Regions from separate parts of the Mus musculus genome. Here all the other regions are linked to region 5. The links are chromatin contacts, called in public HiCAR-type, HiChIP or PLAC-seq and promoter capture Hi-C maps. All regions are on one chromosome and are shown on one strand. The core of a region is the stretch at or near the end of the contact, and the rest is flanking DNA. Distances in the headings are between cores, read along the strand shown.

What was found. Promoter capture Hi-C pulls out the DNA fragments that hold promoters and counts their contacts. HiCAR-type assays count read pairs that join an accessible place to other places. HiChIP or PLAC-seq counts read pairs in DNA pulled down with a chosen protein or histone mark.
Region 1: a promoter capture Hi-C map of pre-B cells shows a contact between it and region 5. The contact joins the promoter of Ythdc1 here to the promoter of Mob1b in region 5. A contact is called at or near these places in 19 of 39 promoter capture datasets (the 3T3-L1 cell line, 3T3-L1-derived adipocytes, the C10 cell line and 12 more), 2 of 484 Hi-C or Micro-C datasets (CD4 T cells and pre-B cells), 6 of 115 datasets of contacts at active chromatin or transcription factors (astrocytes, cardiomyocytes, embryonic stem cells and 2 more) and 3 of 9 other capture datasets (adipose tissue, liver and macrophages).
Region 2: a HiCAR-type map of astrocytes shows a contact between it and region 5, with 7 times the contacts expected there. The contact joins the promoter of Cox18 here to the promoter of Mob1b in region 5. A contact is called at or near these places in 8 of 39 promoter capture datasets (the 3T3-L1 cell line, the HPC-7 cell line, cranial neural crest and 4 more), 2 of 484 Hi-C or Micro-C datasets (B cells and CD4 T cells), 2 of 115 datasets of contacts at active chromatin or transcription factors (astrocytes and large pre-B cells) and 2 of 9 other capture datasets (adipose tissue and liver).
Region 3: an H3K27ac HiChIP or PLAC-seq map of microglia shows a contact between it and region 5, with 5 times the contacts expected there. The contact joins the promoter of Afp here to the promoter of Mob1b in region 5. A contact is called at or near these places in 2 of 39 promoter capture datasets (hippocampal neurons and pre-B cells) and 1 of 115 datasets of contacts at active chromatin or transcription factors (microglia).
Region 4: a contact with region 5 is called in a promoter capture Hi-C map of pre-B cells, with 4 times the contacts expected there. The contact joins the promoter of Ankrd17 here to the promoter of Mob1b in region 5. A contact is called at or near these places in 12 of 39 promoter capture datasets (the 3T3-L1 cell line, 3T3-L1-derived adipocytes, the C10 cell line and 8 more), 1 of 484 Hi-C or Micro-C datasets (embryonic stem cells), 7 of 115 datasets of contacts at active chromatin or transcription factors (astrocytes, embryonic forebrain, embryonic stem cells and 4 more) and 2 of 9 other capture datasets (adipose tissue and liver).

Annotation. Positions count from the first base shown.
Region 1 is chr5:86,802,943-86,805,642 of GRCm38.p6, forward strand. Ythdc1 (YTH domain containing 1) reads left to right here and starts at 1,324. Exons shown (of 17, transcript NM_001347375.1): 1 at 1,324-1,649. The coding sequence starts at 1,622.
Region 2 is chr5:90,222,658-90,225,357 of GRCm38.p6, forward strand. Cox18 (cytochrome c oxidase assembly protein 18) reads right to left here and starts at 1,339. Exons shown (of 6, transcript NM_001033310.3): 1 at 959-1,339. The coding sequence starts at 1,282.
Region 3 is chr5:90,489,285-90,491,984 of GRCm38.p6, forward strand. It overlaps Afp (alpha fetoprotein), which reads left to right and starts at 1,430. Exons shown (of 15, transcript NM_007423.4): 1 at 1,430-1,581; 2 at 2,414-2,465. The coding sequence starts at 1,497. RefSeq lists enhancers at 1-450, 448-1,486, 1,251-1,374, 1,308-1,348, 1,798-1,841, a promoter at 448-1,486, silencers at 448-1,486, 1,204-1,316, 1,302-1,400 and a cis regulatory region at 2,490-2,700.
Region 4 is chr5:90,364,861-90,367,560 of GRCm38.p6, forward strand. Ankrd17 (ankyrin repeat domain 17) reads right to left here and starts at 1,325. Exons shown (of 34, transcript NM_030886.2): 1 at 807-1,325. The coding sequence starts at 1,187. Gm9958 (predicted gene 9958) reads left to right here and starts at 2,137. Exons shown (of 1, transcript NR_045618.1): 1 at 2,137-2,700.
Region 5 is chr5:88,719,437-88,722,136 of GRCm38.p6, forward strand. Mob1b (MOB kinase activator 1B) reads left to right here and starts at 1,435. Exons shown (of 6, transcript NM_026735.2): 1 at 1,435-1,685. The coding sequence starts at 1,672.

The DNA.
Region 1 (2,700 bases), core at 74-2,573, 1.9 Mb before region 5:
CAGTCTTCACCTCCACAGGAGGGCCTCTGTACTAGCTTTTCTCCATAAAAAGGGGTCTTATCACTATAGCAACTGTCTGTCTGTCTGTCTGTCTGTCTCTCTCTCTGTTTTCCAAGTCAAGGTTTCTCTGTGTAGCCCTGGCTGTCTTGGATCTTGCTTTGTAGACCAGGCTGTTCTTGAACTCAGATATCTGCTTGCCTCCTCCCTAATGGGAGGATTAAAGGTATGCATCACCCTTTTCTAGCTAGCTTTTTTTTTTTTTAATAAAGTTCACAATTTTCTTTTTCCCTTTTGTCTTTTTTCTTCCTTTCCATTTTTTTTTGTTTGTTTTTCTTTTGAGCTAAGGTTTCACTGTAGCCCTGGCTATCCCAGTACTGTTCACTCTATAGACCAGGCTGGGCTCTAACTCAGAGATTCCCCTGCCTCTGCTTTCAGAATGCTGGGTTTCAAGGTGTGCACCACCACTCCTGGCGTCAGCACAACTTTCAATTTGTTTACTCAAACCTTGGCTGCCTTAACTAGAAGATAAACTCAGACTTCCTTTGAGGGAGAACACATTTGTTTGTTTATTTTTGAAGCAGGGTTTCTGTGTAGCCATGGGTGTCTTGGAACTCAATCTGTATGCCAGGATGGCCTCGAACTCACAGGGATCCTCCTGCCTCTGCCTCTGCCTCTGCCTCTCCAGTGCTGGGATTAAAGATGAGCCCAAATACCACCCAACAATAAAGCTATTCTTAACCCCTGGTCCTAGAACAATATTTAAAAAGAAGTAGTAGACACTACTAATCAAATAAAAGAAAATTAAATATATAAAAAAGACATAGCCGGGCAGTGGTGGTTTATGCCTTTAATCTCAGCACTTGGGAGGCATAGGCAGGCGGATTTCTGAGTTCGAGGCCAGCCTGGTCTACAGAGTGAGTTCCAGGACAGCCAGGGCCACACAGAGAAACCCTGTCTCGTAAAACCAAAGAAAGACATAACACCCTTTCTGATGGTGTCTCACACTAACCATTCAAGGCCTTCCAAACGTTTCTGGTGAGATGTCTGCATCCTTGAGCTGTAGGAAGCACAGCAGAGAAGCCTAAATACCGATTATCCTCTGGAACGAGGGCGGTTCCCTGGACGTCAAGTTTGCGCGCGGGGCGGGACGACGTGCCGAAGTCACGCCCTCTTACGTCCCGCTTCTCGCTCCAGTCCCCGTCCCCGCCTCCGCCCCCGCCCCGGTTCCCCGCACTGTGACGTTCCGCGAGAGGCACAGAGCGTAAACAGCGCAAGGCATTTCGGGAGCGGGATTGTTTCGCGCAGGAAGCAGGCTCCATTTTAGCGCCGCCCGGCGTCGCCATCTGTGTCTCTCTCCTCCCCCTTGTCTCTGTGGTGGCCGAACCCCAACAGGAAGGCTGAAGCCCGCGCCGACCGAGGCCAGAGAGCCAGGCGGGAAGAGAACCAGAGCACGGGAGGAAGGGTTGCGCGTAGGAAGCTGAGTGGAGCAGGTCAGGTCGAAGCGCGCGGCCCGCCGGACGGACTGACGGACGGACTCGTGCGCCTGCGGCCGCGTCTGCGGCGCCCGCGCGACTCGCGTCCCGGCGGCGGCGGTGGCGGCGGCGGAAGCCGGAGGGCAGCCATGGCGGCCGACAGCCGGGAGGAGAAAGGTGAGTGTGGAGGACGGGGCCTCGGGGCGGCCGGGCGAGGGGACCTAGGAGCCGCGGCCTGCGGGCGAGGCGGGAGGTTAGGGCCTCGCGCAGAGCAGGCGGCCGCATCGTGACCCGCTCCTTGCGAGGCCTGGCCTGCTGGGCCCGGCGTCCTCGTCTCTGCGGCGGCTCCCACCTCGACCAGGGCTTTGCTTCTCTCGTCACTCCCGGGAGCGGTTGGGAGAGGGCTTGCTTTGAGGAACTTGCCCCCGGGCACGTTTCCTGGCCGGATTATGCGGATGTAATGCGTATTTTTCTGAACTGTCGTCTTTTTGGTTGACTTTTTTCGAAAATAACGTCACAGTTAGCATTGTTAGACTAGTGAGTAGACTAGTTTAATTCATTCAGGTGGATTATTAATCATGAGAAATACCTGTAAGTAGCTTCTCACTGATCTTTTGGATAAGCTAAGAATCGCTTCTTTTATTCCTCGAGTATTTACTTTGGAAAGAAAGATATTAGGAAAAAAACAAACAAACAAACAAACACCCATGCCCCTTCTTCCAAAAGTCCTAGCAACGGATCTCCCAGAATAGTGCAGAGTTCTCAAAAGATTCAGCGAGGAATACGTAGGTGGAGGCTAGAGAGACTTGGAAAGATAAAAAGAAAACATTTTAGTTGATAAAATGTCATTTCTTCTGAAATACTATATAGAGACCACAGATGCCAGTATAGGATCCAGACCATAGAAGATACTCGTCTAGATGGGATGCAGTCTTGAGAGAGTTCTCAGCTCTGGGACTATCGCGACAGTCTTAGAAGAAAATAGTGCACACTTGCTGCCCTGCATTTCACAAATCTCTGCTTGTGGCTCATTAAATTTGAGGTGGAGATTTGTTAAGTGGGCTGAACAGTCATTAAAGCTTTTTTCCACTTTTCTGGTCTGTCTTGAGTGGGAATATGTTTAAAGATCTGTCTTTGTCATAAGCATCCTCCCCCCCCCCCCCCCCTTAGGGACATGGTTTCCATGTAGCCCTGCCTGTTCTGGAACTTGATTTGCAGACAGGCTGGC
Region 2 (2,700 bases), core at 89-2,588, 1.5 Mb after region 5:
TTTCCTCCCCCACTCAGCATTTGGTCAGGACAACCAAACTCACAGTTCTAGTCTCTGTTCCCTAGACCATATACAAATGTTGTTTACTGATCACACTTGTAATCGAAAACATTTAAGAAAACTCTATTAGATATTAGTTTGCTTAAAGTATCTTTGACCCCAGATTTAAATTCCTTGCCTGTACATCTATCTGCGTGATCTTGGCAACCATACTGAGTTAAACCAACTGCAACTTCTTGGTTATGGGTACCTGATGTTTTCTGTTTCTGGCTGTGCATAACCTGAAATCCTGATTCCCAGTATGTAGCATATCTAACAGCACCTCCTCCATAGGATTTCGAGTAAATGAAAACTGCATCCTGGTTCTTACTGTTCCATCCCTACATTTCCCAGGAGAGAGAAAACAGCATTCCAGTGTTAACACCTCACTGTGAATGCTTCCTGGCTCAATGCTGCTGCTCCCTTCCTGGCAATCCTCTGTGACTCAAATTAAAATCTTGACTTACCCCACCCCCACCCCCAGGCACAGCCATGGGGGAGGTAACGTTATACCAATTCCACTGAACAGAGTTCCTAAAAAGCCAACTCGAAGTTTCAATCCATCAGATACAGGGTAGTAGGTGGTAGGCCCAGAGGAAGAATTCATGTCTGGAAACTGCTAACTTAGTGATACCTTTCTAGTAATAAAGAGCAGTATCAATAGTGACAAATGATGCTGCAGACTCTTAAAATGTTTATGACCCTAATGTTTCAGGTTCCTCCGTGCCATTTCTTCTGAATATTGGTCTCAACCGAACATTTGGGAGGCACTTGTATTTCGAATAAATACTTGGTAGGTCGGGTGAACTGGAAGGTACTCGAGTCACCAACCATCATTTAACATGCAATGCTAACTAAATTATTTTAGCCTCCATGTTAACACTAGCAGGCAGGCAGCACGGGGACCGACGCCCCTCACCTTAGCCAGGATGTAGTGCTGATAGGCGGCCAGGGGCAGAGTGACAGCACCGCGCAGGGCAACGGTGCTGAGTATGATGTTGCTCCACCAGGGGAGGCCGGTAGCCTCCTGCGCGCCCAGCAGCACTTCCTCCGCGGTGCGCACCGGCGCCGACGCTGCCAGGGCCTCATACCAGCCACCTGGAGAGGCCGCAGACACCGAAGCGGCTGCCCATACCGGAAGGGCTGGGAGCCGCGCGCTGCTCCAGGCGGGCGGTGATCCCGGTGCCGGGAGCCGCAGGGTGGGCAGCGACCTGAGCCACCCGGCACACGACCGGCACAGCATGGTTACACGGAGCGGGCGGCCAACTAGAGCACTAGCACCAGGAGGTTGCGCGCATGCGCGAACCCGAGGCCACGCCTGACCTTCCCAGCCGAAAGCCCTGTCCAGTGTCGCGCTAGAGATGACGTAAGACTCCGCCTTTCCCACGCGGCAATGAGCCGCTTGAGGCTCTCTTAACTCCTTTCCTTGCTGGGGTGGAGTTCAGAGCGGGAACCGGAACTGCAGGGGTAGGCGGGGCGAGCAAACTGCCTTGCTGTTGAGTTTCAGTTTCCACTCAAGGAAATTGTGGCTTGAGTACTTTTTGTGACTCGGCTGTTTCCGCCCAAGGCGCGCAGCATCTATCTCCGTTTTCTCTACGCACTGCTGAAACACCTACTTTGGGAATAGTGTTTCTGGCTCGGTCAGTGTTAAGTCTGCGTCCTTTATCCCCCTAGGCAGCTCTACTTTATAATAAGACCTAAATGTCTTTATCTGTTCCGGTTAGCATTCTGTATTCCTTTATAAACAGAATGCAGAAATGCCGAGTGGTGGCGCACGCCTTTAATCCCAGCACTTGGGAGGCAGAGGCAGGCGAATTTCTGAGTTCGAGGCCAGCCTGGTCTACTGAGTGAGTTCCAGGACAGCCAGGGCTATAAAGAGAAACCCTGTCTCGAAAAACCAAAAAAAAAAAAAGAAAAGAAAAAAACGAAATAAATAAATAAGAAGAAGAATCACCATCATAATAAGGAGCAGGGAAAAATACTATTTTTCATTTTACAAAATGAATTCCATCAACAGCACAATTTTGCTTCAACGGTTAAATGGAATGCACAGGGCTTTTAACAACTGTGTGTTTTTCACATTCGTGTTCCTGTCAACAGAAAATAAATGGAACAACGAAGTGCCCACTCCTAGGGTAGGCCAAAGTGAATTGAGTTTTTAGAAACCTCTCCCATGTTTGGTAAAGCCAAACTGTGGACACTGTCCTCTACTTTATTGAACACCTACCAAAGCTGTCAGATAGCGTATTTTCTGAAACTTGGGTAACCTGCCTTTAGTTCCCATAGCATAATCCCTTTTAAAAACAGCTCACTTATCTCTTGCTAGTTTAAGAAACCACCGTATTTCCATAAAACTGTTAATATCCAGTAGGCCCTTCCAAGATGGCCTTAAGCCAGAGAAGTTACTTAAAAACAACTCCCCCAAGTCCCAACTTACCATACATGAGAACCTAGAATTAATTCTCAACACTGGGAAAGTAGGTAAATTTATTATGTGTAATAAATAAGCCTGTTATTTGTAGATCTATTGTTCACAAACCCTAAACCAAAAATTTCAAGCAGTTATTAAAATCTTTAACAATTTTTTTCTACAGCTACAGGTAACTGACAACCTCTTCTGATAAAACTGCACACCTGCATTCATGTCAAAGTAATGGAAAT
Region 3 (2,700 bases), core at 180-2,679, 1.8 Mb after region 5:
AAGAGAGAGAGAGAGAGAGAGAGAGAGAGAGAGAGAGAGTCAGAGTTTAGAAAGCTAATGTTAAACTCTGGCCTGTCATTGCTGTGTTCTTATCTACACTTTATTTTGAGGACAGAAAGAAGTGCAGGTACAGTCTGAAAATATGGTCATACTGCGTGTTTGTTTTCCCATTTTCTATTACTAATATATTATGGGAATCTTTCCATTGCATTAAATGTTACTCTATGAACTAGGTTTGATCGTAGTACTCCCCTCCATTTTATGAGTACACTATATTTTCTAGTGTAAGTTATTTGTTTTTATAATCACATCTTTAACATAACCGCTCCTAGGCTCTGCGATGGCTCAGTAGTTAAGGGCACCTTTCTGCTCTTCCAGAGGACCTGGGTTCAATTTTCAGTGCCCACATGGCAGCTCACAACCATCTGTAACTCTAGTTCCAGGGGATCCAATATCCTCTTCAGACCTCTTCAGGAAACAGCTATGCACATAGCACACAGGCATATGTTCAACCAAAACACTGAAACACATAAAAGAAATGTTTAAAGAATGAATTTAAAAAAATAAAAAATAAACTCAACTACATATGAAGCCTTAGCAAACATGTCTGGACCTCTAGACACACAGACTCTGACACGCCAACGTCTGAGTTCTAGTTTCGATACGCACTGGGAAGTTTTAAAAGTTTTCCATCAACTCTAATGTGTAGAGAAATGGAAACTATCATAGACTCTACGGCATTGAGGGTGAAGGTATGAGTGAAGCACTCTTAGGGTCAGAAGTATGTCAGTGCCCATTTGTTGCTGTTAGCATCATCATCTTAGGGCTTGAGAGGATGTTGCAGCTGACCCATGCACCTGTGACATACATATGGAATTATTCTTTGGCACATAAAATTAGAATGGGAGCTGGCTCATCAGGTTTTGTGCTGTAAGTTTTCTATGTTAAACCAGATGCGATACACTAAATAAAATAAAATATACTTGACCGATGGTTTTGAGCGAAATAATAACTGGATAATCAAGAAATATATCCACTAATGAATAGCCTGAACTACTGAAACAATTTGTTCAGTGCCTAGCATATGGTGTGCATTTTATTATTTCTTTCAAAAAGAATGTATTTGGAGTTACATAGTAAGTCTGCTACCTTTTCTTTATGGCTATATCTATGTCTTATGTTGAGATGAATGAATTATTCTTCAGGGGAAATAATCTATTTGAACAGTTTAGATGGTGAAGAACATTTGCAGCATTTGCAAGATTTTTTTCCACTCTGAAGTGGTCTTTGTCCTTGAACATAGGATACAAGTGACCCCTGCTCTGTTAATTATTGGCAAATTGCCTAACTTCAACGTAAGGAAATAGAGTCATATGTTTGCTCACTGAAGGTTACTAGTTAACAGGCATCCCTTAAACAGGATATAAAAGGACTTCAGCAGGACTGCTCGAAACATCCCACTTCCAGCACTGCCTGCGGTGAAGGAACCAGCAGCCATGAAGTGGATCACACCCGCTTCCCTCATCCTCCTGCTACATTTCGCTGCGTCCAAAGCATTGCACGAAAATGAGTTTGGGATAGGTAAGATGCTTTGTGACTTGGGAGCTATTTTCCTATAACAAAATTCTTAAAAATTCCCATATTTGCATCTCCAGGTATCTTTTTTTTTTTTTTTTTTTTTTTTTTTTGAGACAGGGTTTCTCTGTGTAGCCCTGGCTGTCCTGGAGCTCACTTTGTAGACCAGGCTGGCCTCGAACTCAGAAATCCGCCTGCCTCTGCCTCCCGAGTGCTGGGATTAAAGGTGTGCGCCACCACACCCGGCTCTCCAGGTATCTTGACTTAAGCATTCTATATACTGTTGAAGACCAGGTATAGATCTAAGTGGTAGATAGATTTAGATGTAATGTAATTTTATGTAAGAGGCTTATAAAATAACAGCAGTGTTCAACACAATCAATTTTGGATGTGTTCCATGCTCAATTTTTTTTTGATATTAATTATTTAGTAGGGTCTCATGTCTAGTTCCTTCGGGTTGACAGAAATAACATTTTCACTCTCAATCTTTTTAAAAGTGCTAATTGTTCGACTCTCTGGAAAGCCTAATGTGAACAGGCCGACTGTAGCATAATTATGTCCAAAGCTACTAAATGAAGCCATTTTGAATATTATACTGTGAGGGAGCCAAGTAGTAAGGGGACCTGAAAGATGAGTATTAGTACTAAGTCTGCAACTGATCATTCTGGTTAACTTTGTTCCTTAATTTTTCAGTGTCCCCAAGTGTAAAATTAAGATGTCTGGACAGGTGGTTCCTAACAACTTGGCAGTTCTAAGACTTCATGGCTTGGGTTTAAATTCCACAACGATTGCTTTCCCGGTTAAAATCCTCACTTGTCCAAGTCTGTTTTCCTTTCAGCTTCCACGTTAGATTCCTCCCAGTGCGTGACGGAGAAGAATGTGCTTAGCATGTAAGTTTCGCTTCCATCAATGTGCTGCAGAAATGGCGTGCAGAGATAAGTCTAGGCAACCGAATGTGAGGTTTGAAATTACAGGAGCAAATTGGGCAGCTTTAAGGCTTTGCTTGTGCTGAATATCACACTGATAAGCAACATGTTTAACTTCGGTCAACGCTTTAGATCTTAGCCTTGACATTGACTGGAGTTCCAGAAAGCAAGCCAAATCAGATTTTCAAAACTGAAGAAT
Region 4 (2,700 bases), core at 75-2,574, 1.6 Mb after region 5:
TAAAAGCGGGGTATGGTTTGATTATTTCTTATTAAGGGAGAACCCGATGGATTATTACACATACACGCAGAGCACCTAACAATTTTTACGTACTAAGTCACTTGTAAACGCATATGGAGGGATAGAAGATCGGCTCATCCATAAATCTTTCACAAATCGAGGAAGCGAAGAGTACTTCAGCAGCCACGAGTTTAGAGAGAGAGAGAGAGAGAGAGAGAGAGAAAGAGAAAAGAAAAAGCCCTGCAGCAAAACAGTATGGAAAAGTACAGCCTCTCACGTGTCTCTCCCAGATACAAATACTTAGCTCCGAGTCCATTACAATCTTACCGCCCCTCCACAACTGCTCCCGGCCACCTTCCACTGACAGAAAACTACCAAGCTCGCAGTCGGTCCCCCGGAGACTCTCCTACCTATTATCTTACCCCTCCCGCTTTAGCTCCGCCCCCGCCCCGGGAATGAGGTGGCCTTACTGGCCCCAGAGAGACCACCCTTCGGCCCCAAAGTGCCACCCGGGAATCCGACCAATCAATCCCTCCACCCTTCACCCTGCGAAGCAGCATCCTCGGCTAGCCAGCTTCTCGGCAACTCCGTGCACTCTCCGGTCCTCCCACCCCCACGTGTCAGCTACCCTCCCCCACGTCCCCACACCTCACGACTCAGGCCGAGCAAAGAAAGGGGGCAGCCGAAAGCCCGGTCCCTCAGGGCAGATCGTAAGCCCCGAGGGCTCGGTCCCACCGCGAGTCCCCTCCCACCTTAGGCCCTCCACGGTCCCTTCCGCCCTCCTCGAGGTGAAACCAGGCCCTTGCCTCAGAAACCTCCTCTTCCTCGTCGTCGTCGTCCTCCTCTTCCTCGCTGTTGTTGCTGCTGGTGCCGCCGCCTCCTCCTCCTCCTCCACCGCCACCGCCGCCGCTGTTGTCGCTGTCGCTGCTGCTTTCGCTGCTGCTCGGGGGTCGGCAAGTCCGGTTCCGCTTGGCCTTGTGGTGCGGCGGCTGCTGCTGCTGCTGTTGCTGCGGTGGCTTCTTCTTCAGGAGCAGGTCGCAGACTCGCACCATCCCACGAGGAGAAGAGGCCGGGCGAGCCCCGCCGCCGACCTCCGCCGCCGCCGCCGCGGGGGGGGCCGCCACTGCCGCCGCCGCCGGGGGACTCCCTTCTCCCTCAGCCGCCGCCGGAACCGTCGCCTTCTCCATCCCCGCGGGAAGAGGGGGTGGGGGACGCGGACGGGGGAGGGGCGTGGGGGGGCTCCGCTCTACCGCGACTTCGGTCGCGCCGGGGCCGACACAGCGCTCCGGGCCGCCGCCGCCGCCACCGCCTCGGTCACCTCTACTGCCGCCGCCGCCGCCGCCGCTCCGCCAGCTCTCACCTCGTCTCGCGATACTAAGGGCGGGGAGCTTGGCGGAGGGAGGGAGAGAGGGAGGGAGGGAAGGGAGGGAGGGAGAGAGAGCGGGAGGGCTGAGGGGGGGCGAGGCGGAGCGCGAACGCCGTGCCCGGGAAAGCCGAGCAGGCGTCCGGAAGGAGCCGCCGGGGGAGTGCGCCTGGAGTGGCTTCCTCTGGGGAGACCGAGTCTGAGCGGGGACCGCAAGCAGGGACCGCGGGCGGGCGGGCGGGCGAGCGAATGAACGAGCGAGCGAGCAAGCGGGCGGGCGAACGAGCGCCTGGGTGGCTTGTCTTCTCCGCGCTACTTCCCCCACACACACAGCCCTGCAGCCCTCCCTCCTTCCTTCCTGGCTTCGTATTAGAACGCAGCCGCAGGCGGAAGCGCGGGTGACGCCATCAGCCGGCGCCGCGGCGGCCGCGCGAGCGCGGAGCCCTGCCTGCCTCTCCCAAGTGCAGACTCCAGGGCCGGGGAGTGGGCTCCCCCGCGAGCGAGCGAGCGATCGAGCGTGCGTGCGTGGGCGCAGGGAAGCAGAGGCAGTGGGATGGCGAGCAGTGGGGCCCGGGCTAAGTCGGGGGCGAGCGCAGAAGCGCGGGGGAAGCTGGGCGAGCGCGAGGCCTGGCCCCTCAGATCCGGGAGGTGGGGCCTCGCCCCGGACCTCCTGGATGGACTTTTCCTGCCTGGCCATTTTCTCCACCGCCTAAGCCAGAGAGCATTGGATCTTCCGAGAGAACTTCGTGAGAGGAGAGAGACTGAAGTCAGGTCCAAAAGAAAACTGTTTCCCCTCCACCATCCCTTGGAGCGATCACGTCCTCACTTAGAAAACTCTTGTCCGAGTTTGAGTCTCGGGTCCTAGGCTTCCTAAATCTGACTATTTTGTACACCTTTGTAATGTGCAGGAACGGAATCTAGTGATTTTTAAGACTATACACTTCCGAAGAGGTGGGTGTGGGAGCTGGGCCATCATCGTATGCATTTCTCGGTCTGGATTCTGAGATCATTTTGAGTACTTAGAAAACTTGCAGACCGATTGAAATGTAGCTTTCTTCTTCAAACAGACGTCTCCAGTGTAGCCCAGGCTAGCCTTGAACTGGCGATCTTCCTGAGATTATATGGGTCTGTACACCACCGTGTCATGTTTATGTAGCTTATTGAACTCAGAATTAGCCATTTCTGGGCTAGTACGAGTAGTGACATAAGGAAAATAAAGCAAACATCAAAGACAGATGTACTGGCACAAGATAAAAAAGTCCCTCAACTGACAAAGTTACCATTTTAAGACTTCTAAGTTTAGCTGAGTGCCTGATTTATTTTATTTATTTTTTAAT
Region 5 (2,700 bases), core at 185-2,684:
TATGGAATTATATATGGTATAGTAAGTAGTATTATATCAAGATTTGAATATAAGGCTTTTACATCACCAACTTACTGTTTTTTTATCATAGTAAATCCTTTTGCTGTCTGTTTTATTTTTTTTATTTTTGATTTTTTTAGACAGCAGCTCACTATGTTATTTCTGGTTGGCTTGGAATTCCATATGTAAATCAGGCTGGCCTTAGACTCACACAGATCTGCCTACCTCTGCCTTCCCAGTTCTGGGCTTAAAGGCTTTTGAAGCTGTCTTTTCACGTTATTATTTGCTGTTCCTGAGATAATAGAAGGTTCGGGTTTCTTGCATTTAGGTTTTTAAAACCATTTAGCCAACGCGGCTGACTACTGGTGTAGAAATGAAATCGGATAAATTGAATATTTGCATCACTTTCAGGAATCCTCTGTCTTTTGGAACGCTAAGCTCAAGTTGGGCTACTATCTGCACACTGTTCCACTTAAATTCCTCGATTCAGCATCAGGTGCGAGTAAAGAATACCACTGTCTCCTATGGTAAAAACAAACAAACAAACAAACAAACACACAAACAAACAACTTCCTGTGCTGTCTTGGCTTACTCCAAACTTGTGATCCTTTTGCCTCCATCTCTGAGGTATAGCGATTCAGGCAAGCACCACCACGCACTATCTATTTATTTAATTTGTGTGGAAATGAGAGGACAACTTGTGGGAACTGGTTCTCTTTACCGCGTGGGTTCCAGGCGATCAGGCTTGGTGGCAAGTTCCTTTACTGGCTGAATCATCTCAGGAGCCATCAAACAGTCTTTAAACATAAAGCTTTGCCCTCAGCCTCTTAAGCAGGTGAGAACTAAAGTTCCTTCGAGCGCCTGGCTGAATAATTCCCAGCGTTTTGGGCATCAGTTCTTCGAAGGGACTCCACAACTAGTTAATCCGTATGGCCATGGATAACCAGCGTCCCTGCCTCAGGGAATCTGGTCCTCAGCTCTCCTGGGCTCCCTCCGTTTCCCTAGACAGCTAGCTTGTTCAAATAAAGATCTTACCTCCTAAAACATTTATTTCCCTTTCCCAAAATTCCATCTCCCCCCAAGTCGTTACAAGCAGAAAAACTTTTTTTTTTTTTTTTTAAGTGCGGGCGGCGTAGAGGGACTGGGGATGTGGCTCTCAGTTCGTGGGGTGCTTGCCTAAATCAGAGCACAGAAAGCGAGTCCAAGGCCTTCCGCTGTCCTCTCTGATGGCGACTCCCTCCCTATCCATGAGACCCAGGCGTCCTGGAACGGAGGTCCACTTCCCCGCTGGGCTCCGAACCCCCCAGGTCACGTGCTCGGGCAAGCTCTCAGCTGGACTGTGCGGGAGGCAGAGGTGACCCGAAGGTAATCCTAATGTGGGCGGGGCGCCAGAGCTCGCTCTCGCGAGACTTCGGCGCGGGAGCGCGGGGCTGCGAGGAGGACGCGGCGGGCGGTGCTTCCTCGGCCGCTCTGCTTCCAGTCCGGTGAGCCTGCCGAGTCCTGGCCTTCCACTTCCGCCCCTCAGCCGGCCGCGGCAAGTAGCGAAGCCGGAGAAGTCGCGGCCGCTCCGCCGCCGGCGCGCGTCCTTCCCCCTCCGCCACCTTTTCTCTGATTCAAGCCCGCCGCCCCAGGCTTCGCTCAGCCGAGCCCGCAGCCCACGCCGCGGCCGACATGAGCTTCTTGTTGTAAGTAGTCCAGTAGCGCCGGCTTTGTTCCGCCGCCCCCTGGGCCCCGGGCTCCAGAGGCCCCGACCTCGGGGTGCTGGCCGGCCCTGCCTCCTCGTCCTCCGGGTGCTCTCGGGGCCCTGCCTCCTCGTCCTCCTGGTGCTGCCCGGCCCTTGCCTCCCCATCTTCCTGGTGCTGTCGGGGAGCCTTGCCTCTCCATCCTCCTGGTGTTGCCGGTCCCTGCCTTCTAGTCTTCCGTACTGCCTGGCTCTGCCTCCCCGTCCTCCTGGTGCTGCCCGGCTCTGCCTCCCCGTCCTCCTGGTGCTGCCCGGCTCTGCCTCCCCGTCCTCCTAGTGCTGCCCGGCTCTGCCTCCCCGTCCTCCTGGTGCTGCCCGACCCAGCCTCCCCGTCCTCCTGGTGCTGCCCGGCTCTGCCTCCCCGTCCTCCTGGTGCTGCCCGGCTCTGCCTCTCCGTCCTCCTGGTGCTGCCCGGCCCTGCTTCCCCGTCCTCCTGCTATTGCCGAGCCCCGCCTCTCCGTCCTCCGAGTGCTGCCCGGCCCTGCTTCCCTGTCCTCCGTGTGCTGCCCGGCCCTGCCTCCCGGTCCTCTTGGTGCTGCCCAGCCCTTCCTCCCCGTCCTCCTGCTATTGCCGGGCCCTGCTTCTGCGTCCTCCGGGTGCTGCCCGGCCCTGTTTCCCCGTCCTCCGTGTGCTGCCCGGCTCTGCCTCCCGGTCCTCCTGGTGCTGCCCGGTCCTTCCTCCCCGTCCTCCGGGTGCTGTCTGGGAGCCCTGCCTCCCTGTCCTCCTTGTGTTGCCCGTCCCTGCCTTCTAGTCCTCGGTGCTGCCCGGCTCTGCTTCCCTGTCTTGGAGCTGCCCTTCCCCGTCTCCCCTTCCTCCTGGTGCTTGCTCTCAGGGCCGTGCCTCCTTGTCCTCCTGGTGCTGTCGGACCCTGCCTTTCCATCCTCCTGGTGCTGTCAGAGGGCGGGGGTGGGGGGAACACTGCTCCCTACCCTCATGTTCTGTTGGGGTGCCCTGCCTCC